2 separate regions of the Anas platyrhynchos genome follow, and region 2 is linked to region 1. A link is a contact called in public Hi-C data. All regions are on one chromosome and are shown on one strand. Each heading gives the region's core, a stretch centred on a gene start, on an enhancer-like site or on the middle of the called end of the contact. The rest is flanking DNA. Distances are from core to core; before and after follow the strand shown. Region 1 has its middle 22 kb from the start of CTSL. Region 2 holds the start of LOC101804261 (fructose-1,6-bisphosphatase isozyme 2).

Region 1 (4,691 bases), core at 1,594-4,093:
CAAATGATAACCATGCCTGTGGGGAGACACAAGTGCCTTCTGGTTACTCTGTCAACCTAGCAGTGGTCCAACATAGAGAAGCTTTTGCTGGGTAAATGCAATTGCTACCAAGCAGGCGAGAGAGAAGTCAGGCTTGTGCTTGGAGAGGCAGTGCTCTTGGATAATGTTTCCAATGAGCAGTTCCAGCCCAGTTTTTTAATAGTCACGTTTCATTGTACACCACTGACCACTTCTACTACAAACTTTCTAGACTTTGTCACATTTCCTAGGATCAAAAAAGACAATTGACTTTACTTGTCAGATTTTTTTTCTGAAACTGGAATTTGCAGAAAGAGAATGAAAACAGCTTGTTGTTGAAACTGAAAGGCCTTGCTTGCACCTGATCTTTCAGCTTCTCAAAATTGTCATTAGTACTGTTTGCACACTTTACTTTTTGAGGCCCAGCTCAGCTGGATAAACACGCGGAGCTGCAGACAGATAACAGGAGTAAAAAATAGCCAGAGAAATGTAAGCCCTTGGATAAGACTAATGCTGGATCTGCAGATCAGTTCTCCTAAGCTAGAAATTGAAATCTTGGCTTCAGCCTAAGCAAAGTGCAGGTCTGGGCCTGGATGCTAGCAGCAGGGGTGAAGTGGGATGAGCAGCCTTTGCAGGTGTGCTGAGGTGTAGGAGGAACCCCAGGCTTTACTCATGCTGAGTACACGTGGATCCACGGGTCTTCCAATACCAGTCAGGGCAGGTGGCCCTCATCCATGTCTGCCCCTAATGCACAGGCACGTGGAAGCTGTGACTATACAGAGATAGCAAGGACTACAGGCTTCAGGTTGATGGGAGGTTAAAGGAGGTTCTTATATCGGGTTTTGACACTGATTCTGGTAGTGACAGAATCAGTTTGCATATTACTTCTCTTACTAGTCAGAGTAATGTTTGGAGGTAGTCTCTATTAGCAGCTTCCACAAGCAGAAAATTGCTGCCAAAGTTTATGGTTCTCCTCTGGGGAAAACTTTTATTTCAGAGATTTCATTGAAACCACATCCTAGAAACAATAACTGGAGACGGAGATGATAAAAGCCTGCCGAAAACTTTCTCGTGCAGACGTCTGCTGCCACCCTGCCACAGACCACGTCTTGCAGCAGGCAGGCAGCGCCCTTTGCAGCAGCAGAGCTTCAAGCAGAAAGATGGGCCTGGGAGGGGAGCGGTGGAACCAGTGCTCTAGCATGAGGACCAGACACTAAGAAACTGAACATCCTTAGTGGAGCTCAACGTGTAAAACAAGCCAGAATTTCTCCTCATCACTTAAGCCTTTCTTTAGTGGCTTAGACTTTCAGCAGAGCTGTCTTAGCCACAGTGGTAATAAACAAGATAATCTGGACTACGTATTGCTGAATCACTGATGGGGAAATGATTCCTCTGCTAACACTGCTTGACTTTTCCCCACGCTTGGAAAAACGCTGTCCCTGTTCTGCTATGCACAAATGAGCATAGGTCCCTGGGGAGCGAATGGCAAACAGGCAGGTAGCGTGGTGGCTTTGCATTTGTTGTTACGCCTGCTCCGTATGCCCAAACCCAAGCCATCAGGTGAGGTTCATTTTCCTTAGAAGGCAGCAACCACCACTTTGCAGAACACCCCTGAGCCAGGTTATAAGGCTGGGATAAGAAGGTCATACGCCAGACCTGGGAATCCTCCTCCTGACAGCAACAATTCTAAGCTGTGGGCCTTAATTCAGTTCCTGAAGCATACATTAAGACTGTGTTAATCCATGAGTTTAAACATTGCACAGCTCCTTTCTGAGCCTCTGTTAGCAGACTGCTGCTGCAGGTCACTGCCTCAAGCTTCTTCTGCAATCCTTATTGCTACTTGACTGCCAGACCTAACAGCTGCAAGCAGTATTTCCTTCTGACTGTGAGCAACCAAGGAAATTTAGCCTATCCTATCTGGTACTAATTTGGCTACGGTGACTCATCGTCTTCCATGATCTCCAGGCTAATTGCTACAACGTCCTCCAGCCACCAACGTGATCCCTGGGGTTCTCTGGAAAACTTTGATCCAAAGTGCTCTGGTTGTAGGGAGTGGTGTTTTGACTCCTTATTTATAAACAAATCAAATAATCTAATCCTAGCTGTCAAATAGGTGGGATTACCTCCAAAGTAATCTCTTTCCTACCCCAGGAATGATGAAATCATCCACACAATGGGTTTGGGAATGAAGGAGCTAATTCTGTCCTGGAGCTCACCTGGGCTTGGCACTGGCTTTCGTGTGCACTGACTACATTGCCTTCAGCACAACATTCAAGACCTGTGCCCTCAGTTTTCCACAGTGATGAAAGCTTTGGCCTCAGTGGTAGCCGACTGCACTCAGCACTTTGCAGAGTAAATTTTTTTTTTTCCTCATTTGCAACCAATAAAAAGTCAGAATCTGAAAAAACAAACAAACAAAATATATGCCAGTGCTGCCAAGTTGTAGGGCTTTGAAGGCAAATTTAGGGATAGCAGGACTTGTCAATATTCCAAAGGTCCCAGCAGGTGACCTCTCTCCCTGCACTCACTTTGCTTATCTGACCCACTCTGCTAGGTGCATTTCGGCTGGTAAACTGTCCTGCAGGGGGGATGCCCTTCTGAGACTTACTCACCCCTAGGAAGCCACAGACTGCAATGATGAAAGTATCCTTCCTCGTGGCCAGGCTAAACCAGCAGATTTTGCAATGGAAGGGGCAGCCGAAGAAAGGAAGCACACGGTGAGTCAGAGGGTCACACACGCAGCCCTCTGACAGCCTCAGCACGGGCTGACACGACAGCCTGCCCTGCTTTCCTGGGCTCTGCTGAGAAAAGTGCAGCCCCGTGCACCACACGCCAGTCAGTGCCTCATGCCAGCCCTTACTCACGCATGCAAACGCTGCAGAAACGCAGCAGAAGCCTCTCCCAGCCTTCCTTTCTGCTTGGAGATGCGAGTGCCTGTTAGCTGCATGGATGTCCTATGTTCATGCCAACAGGTCCCAGGTCCCGCAGCTCAGTCCCGATGTGCCCCGTCTCAGCACAGGGCGGTGATTTTGCAGGCACATCCAGCCAGCACAGCAGCACGGCTGCGTTTTCAAGAATGATCTCTAAATATGCATGGTTTGGGTCTGGACCTCACCCAGGGCAGTCTGCTGGTGCAGAAGTGCTAAGCCATTTTGGTTAATGCAGGATTGAACCAGGTCCAGCTGAGGCACTCTTCCAGCCTTGAGTCAGCGTTTGCTATTTGTCCACTGTTCCAGTAAAGCTGGTTATGGTAAACGGTGCCACCGTACAGTCTTCTGTCTGTAGCTCAGCTGACTTCTGCAGACCTGAATTCATACATGCAAAGTCTGAGTGTCTTTGCTATAAACATTTAAACACTTTGGAAACCAGAAGTACCTGAGAATTGCTAAAATCTTATTTTCTTCCTTTTTATTTATTTATTTATTTATTAATTATTATTATTATTATTATTATTATTATTATTATTAATAATAATTATTATTATTAATTATTTAATTAATTTAATTATTTAATTAATTTAATTATTAATTATTAATTATTATTATTAATTATTATTATTATTTATAATTATTATTATTATTATTATTATTAATAATAATAATAATAATAATAATAATAATTTATTTTTTTATTACCTTGCTTTCCAAGACAGGAAAACTGAGACATAAGTGAATCTGTGGTCCTGTTTATTTATTTCTATATTTATTTATTTTTTAACAAGCATAGTTCAAAGCCAAATAGAAATAGATTTTAGTACTGTACGTAGTGCATTCAACCAACCTTCAAAGAGGACCATGCACTGCTCTGACTGCTCCGACCTGAAGAGAGGTTTCAGCACACAGCATGCTTTATTTAATTCTTTTGAAGGTTCAGCTTGGGCATTGCTCTTCCATTTCATTTGCAAAGCTGAATCAAAGAATGGCTTGGATTAGAAAGGACTTTAAAGATCATCTGATTCTCTCTGCCATGGGCAGGGACACCTCCCACCAGCCCAGGCTGCCCAAAGCCCCATCCAGCCTGGCCTTGAGCACCTCCAGGGATGGGGCATCCACAGCTTCTCTGGGCAGCCTGTGCCAGGGCCTCACCACCCTCTGAGTGAAGAATTTCCTCCTCACATCTAAACTAAAGCTCCCCTCTTCTAGTTTAAAACCATTCCCCCTTGTCCTGTCATTGTCTGCCCATTCTGCCCGTGTAAAAAGTCATTCTCCATCTTTTTTATATCCGCTTTAAGTATTGAAAGGCTGCAGTGAGGTCATCCTGGAGCCATCTTTTCTGCAGACTGAACAACCCCAGCTCTCAGCCGTTCTTCAAAGGAGAGGTGCTCCAGCCCTCTCTCTGATCAACTTTGTAGCCCTGCTCTGGACTTGCTCTAACAGCCCCACAACATTCTTGTGCTGGGGACCCCAGAGCTGAATGCAGGACTCCAGGTGGGGCCTCCCAAGGGCAGAGCAGAGGGGCACAATCCCCTCCCTCCACCTGCTGCCCACCCCTCTGTTGGTGCAGCCAATGATGCAGTTCGTCTTCTGGGCTGCAGGCACGCACTGCTGGCTCATGTGGAGCCTTTCATCCACCAGAACCCCCAAGTCCTTCTCTGCAGGGCTGCTCTCAGTGAGTTCTTCTCCCAGTCTGTACTCATGTCTGGGATTGCCCCCCCCCTCAGTCCATCTCTCTCC
Region 2 (4,691 bases), core at 733-3,232, 59 kb before region 1:
GAGCTATCCCACAGCTCACTAAGTATGTTATATTTTGGTTTGGGACAAAGTCACTTGAAAGAAGAAAATGCTCTTATCATGGCAAAAAGTGCTCTGGAATATTTTACCATGATAGGAATGGCATCATAGACATTTAACTAGATCACAAGAATGAGAAAAAGAAATATTATCATGTGTTTGTTTGTTTGTTTTCCTTTCTCTGCCTTTGAGGATGGAGTAGAACGTCTGTCTGTTAGTCCTCCTGGGGAACTCTGCTCACAAGTCCTTGTCCTTACAGTGAGAGTTGAAAAACATCCCCAAAGCTAAGCACACAGGATATGAGCAGCACCGAACTGTGTCCTTCCGCTTTTTGCTAGTATTCAGTGCTGTCAGCCCCTGACAGTTTTGCTTGAGGCTGATTTCAAAGCAGAAAACCTTTGCATTCAAATCCCTTTTACAAATCTCCAAGTAACATATCTTACATAGGGGAAGAGATACTTTTAGGAAAATCCAGATAAATGATAAATTACTTTAAAAAAAAAGTAGTGCAAAGGGATGTCAGAACTCTGCTTATAGCTGCAGTTAATATTAACAAAAAGAAAGCTTGGTGTATGTTTTGTTGCTGAATTTAGCTTTCGTTCTCCCTGGCACGATTTTAGTCCAGTTTTTGAGTTCAATGAATGATAATGGTGAAACTCAGTGCAACTTTTTGGATTTAGCTCCAGATTTTCTTATTGTACTTGTGGGCTTTCCAGATCTTTATCTTAAAAACAAGAGAGTGCTGCTAATGAGTAAAACGAAGACTACAACATATGATTGTTCTTATAGCCTCTTCTGAGTGGGAGGGTAGTGCTGCAATTTAAATCTGTAGTTTCTATATTGCAGCTAATAACCTGTACTTAGTTCACTGGTATTTCTTTTGCCTTCATGTTAGTGCCATGTGATACAAGATATAGCTTGTAAAGAAATTATGGCAGTATTACTTGTAATATAATTGCAAACTAAGACATACCTACACTTACAAACAATCACAGACACACAGGATATGTGAGATTGGAAAGGACCTCCAGAGCCCACCTGGCCCAACCCCTGCCCAAGCAGGGCCACCCAGAGCAGGCTGCCCAGGGCCACTTTTCCAGGTGGCTTTTGCATCTTTCCAAGGAGAAGACTGTGCTGCTGATGTGGGCAGCCTGTGCCATCTCTCCATAACCTGCACAGTAAGGATGTGCCTCCTGAAAGACCAAATGTTTCCTGTGCAGTGTTTTCTGTACATGGTGCACTACCATAACAACCCTGACTTAAAATTTCATTTATGACACAGACATGCTAAAATCAAATAAGCTTCATTTGTAGATTATTGAAGGTTTAATTACTTTGTAAGCAAACAAGCCATAGCTCAACGAGTACTTTTCTATGCAAACAGTATAATATTACAAGTAGCCCAGACTGGGAATGAAGTTATTAAAATGGGTTTGCAGCAGCAATATAAAGCATCTTTAATAGATGCCTGCCTAGATGCTCAGTGCACTCATTTTGTAAGTCATCATGCAAAAAATCTTGGTGTAGACAAGGCCTGGCCCTGGCTGAAATATTTTCTGTGGTTGTTGAATTAACCTCCACACCACTGTATTAGGTGGCTAAATAGTCTTCTCACTTTAGACGCAGAGCAGCTGCAAATTGTACATTGCTTTTCACACTTCGTGATGTTGAGCCTGCTGCTGAGCAGTGTCTCTGGGAAAGCAGTTTTTAGCCACGTGGCTAAACAAGAGCTTTGCATTAAAAGCAGCCTAATGTACCATGAGGGTGTGTCGATAGATCTGGGCACCAGGAATTGTAGCTGTGGGCAGGGCAGCGGAGAGGCAGCTCTGCTCTCTCAGCCATGCTCCCTGTCCCGGGCTCCCTTCCTGCATCCCGGAGGAGCCGCAGAGCCAGTCCGTGAGCAGCTATTCTGAGCACCCCATCACATGGTCCTGGAAGCATTTTAATAAACTCTGGCTGGCAGTGCAGCCAGTAGCTTCCCCTCAAAATAAAACAGCTGCCCGGCATCTCAACACAGCAAGAAAGCGCCCAACCCAGCCGAGAGCATAGGGACACTGGTACCCAGCAAAAATGTCCGACAAAACCCCCTTCGAAACAGATATGCTGACCCTCACGCGGTTTGTCATGGAAAAGGGACGGCGAGTCAAAGGAGCCACCGGGGAGCTGACACAGCTGCTCAACTCCATGCTGACTGCCATAAAGGCCATTTCCTCGGCAGTCAGAAAGGCGGGCCTTGCCCACATGTGAGTCCTGCTGAGACGTACGGGGAGGACATGAGGTGGAGAGGCTCCTGCTTGCAGTGCAAGGCTGGGAAGAGGGTAGGGATGTTTAACTGCATTGCAAGAGGCTGCAGGCAGGCGGAGGTCAGGACATGGGTTGCCAGGAGCGGGAAGTGGAGATCTCTCAGGAGCACTCCAGTATTGAGCACTAGGTAGAAGCTTAGGCAAGCTGCTGTTCTGCAATATTTTACTGCTAAAACACGAGTCAGGACTTCAGGGCGCCATTCACCTCTTAAAGGTTGATACTGATGTATTTTTAAATTTACTGTGAATCTGCAGGAAAATGCACCGTGATATTTTCTGCTAACAGCCAAGCACGGTGCTGAGTGGTGCAAACAGATCTTGGCTTGCCTTGGGAAGCTGATGTTCTGCCTGACTGCAGTGTAAGTCATGCTCCGAAGCAACAACCCTGCAAGAAATGGCATATGCTATCCTTCATGGGTACATTTACCCCTCCCTCCTCAACCAGTGTCAGCGTTACAGATGGGGAGATTTAAAAGGTCTTATATGAAAAGCAAACAAAATAATTTGGCATGTAGTGGTTTAGAAAGCAAAAATTTACCTTAGCAAATCCTGGAATGACTTGTGCTGTTCTTCACACAGCCAGATTGAAATAAATAAATAAATAAATCACTATCAGCCTTTTAATGGTGATCTTTTAATGGTGATCTATTAGGAGCAGCTCAGGGAGCTGGAAACTCCTAATAAAATTATGTATTTAAAATATACAGTTGTTGTTTATGTATTAAAGTATATTTGTGCACACTCCTGTGCATGTACATATGCATGCATTTGTAGAAGATAGGGAATATATCTATGTAAGAAAGACAACACTTGTCATTTACTCCTTTCTAATTATTATTATTTTTTTTCATCCTGTGGAAACACTGAAATGCTTTAACACCCTGTTTTTTTTTTTGCGCTTCTGCTGCCTATTTGGTCAAAACCCTCGATGATCTTTTCCAATCATAAATTCAGTGTCTCAGTACTACCATACTCACTTTACAGGTGTGGACTGTAATTTGTAGAGAGTCGTACCCAAAGTTAGCAGCAGCCTCATGTTCCTGTGCGCTAACTCTTAAGTTGTATTTTTGTCTCTGTAGTTATGAGGTAAAGCTGAGCTGTTTTTTCTTCCCATTTTAGAGGAAATGTTGCATTTACTTATTTTTTGTCTTTCAAGATACAACTTCTGATTTATTTCATAAGTGGGGAGAACTACTGCTTAATAGACTGGAGGTGGAATAGCCACCTTGCCTACAAGACTCTACTACTGCCTCAGTGCTACATGAATCTTCCCTTCAGAAGGAATACACCCATTATCTTAAGGAGTAAACATCTTTTTCTACCAAATTTATATATTTGGTATATATATATTTATTTTTATTTATGTATATGTATATAAAGGATATATATAATGTATATATATGATATTATATCTATATATATATGTATGTATATATATATATATATATATAAGATAACAACCAAGAAATATCTAAAATATCCAAACACACAAATAAATAACCTGTACTGTTCAAACTGCTGCTGAAACCATGAAATTTTGGAGATTCCTGTGGCAAGCTTCCAACCATGGTGACTGGTTTGCATCTGTCTGCACTTATGCCTTCTTCCCATGAGCAAGAGCTGGGACCTTATCATCAAACAGAAAAATGCAGCTAGAGAGCTCTGATTTTTATGGCTTCTCCAAATAGGAGAATGTGAAGTAACTTCTTTGATGGTTTATAGTGCAGTGTGAATTTTTAACAAATTTGCCATTCAAAGGTGAAGAATGGCTTAACAAAATAAAAAATAAATTTGGGTTGGAAACCTGCCTGGAAACACACTAACTGGAGATTGGATGTTTAACGTGCCCTAAAAATCACATTCCTTTCCAGCATCTTAAACCTGGCTCTCGAAAATGCAAATACCTGAAAAACTCAATACTTCTGAAAAGCTCAGGCAGATCTTAGCTTTGAATAAGAGAAAAGACCAGTCCCCAAAAGTCAGGCCTGCTGCTGACGAACACAATAGAGATTATTTAGTTGTCCCCCTTTCTGTCCTTTCTGTTTTTCCATAATGAACAAAAATGCCGTATATATGCCCTGACCACACATGTCATGTCAAAATAGTTCTTCCTCAACTGGAAATTTCAGATATATATATTACTATGTACTACATAATTAATGTGCTACCAAAATCAAAATATAGAATAGAAACATCACCGTAACCCAGCTGAGGATCACCAAATAAATTAATCTGAATAAAATCCAAAGGAGCAGTTTAGCATATGGAAATATCAGGGGTTGTCTTCAAAGCTTCTGATTTTGGGGTGGCTGGGGGCTGAGGGGATTCTCACGGTGCTCTGAGCAGCCGTACGAGCTGTTCCAGCAGCAG

Evidence for each region. Hi-C and Micro-C count contacts between places; a contact is called where the count stands out from the background.
Region 2: a contact with region 1 is called in a Hi-C map of skeletal muscle, with 2.1 times the contacts expected there. The contact joins the promoter of LOC101804261 here to the enhancer-like site in region 1. A contact is called at or near these places in 4 of 8 Hi-C or Micro-C datasets (F1 follicle, liver, skeletal muscle and 1 more).

The regions. Positions count from the first base shown.
Region 1 is chrZ:44,766,358-44,771,048 of IASCAAS_PekinDuck_T2T, reverse strand. No RefSeq gene overlaps it. Among named protein-coding and RNA genes, the nearest start is that of CTSL, 22 kb to the left of the region's middle. Within about 2 kb of position 2,843, at least 3 of the 8 cell types and tissues checked have an H3K27ac peak or open chromatin away from gene starts, as enhancers often do.
Region 2 is chrZ:44,824,522-44,829,212 of IASCAAS_PekinDuck_T2T, reverse strand. LOC101804261 (fructose-1,6-bisphosphatase isozyme 2) reads left to right here and starts at 1,982. Exons shown (of 7, transcript XM_021270706.4): 1 at 1,982-2,261. The coding sequence starts at 2,089.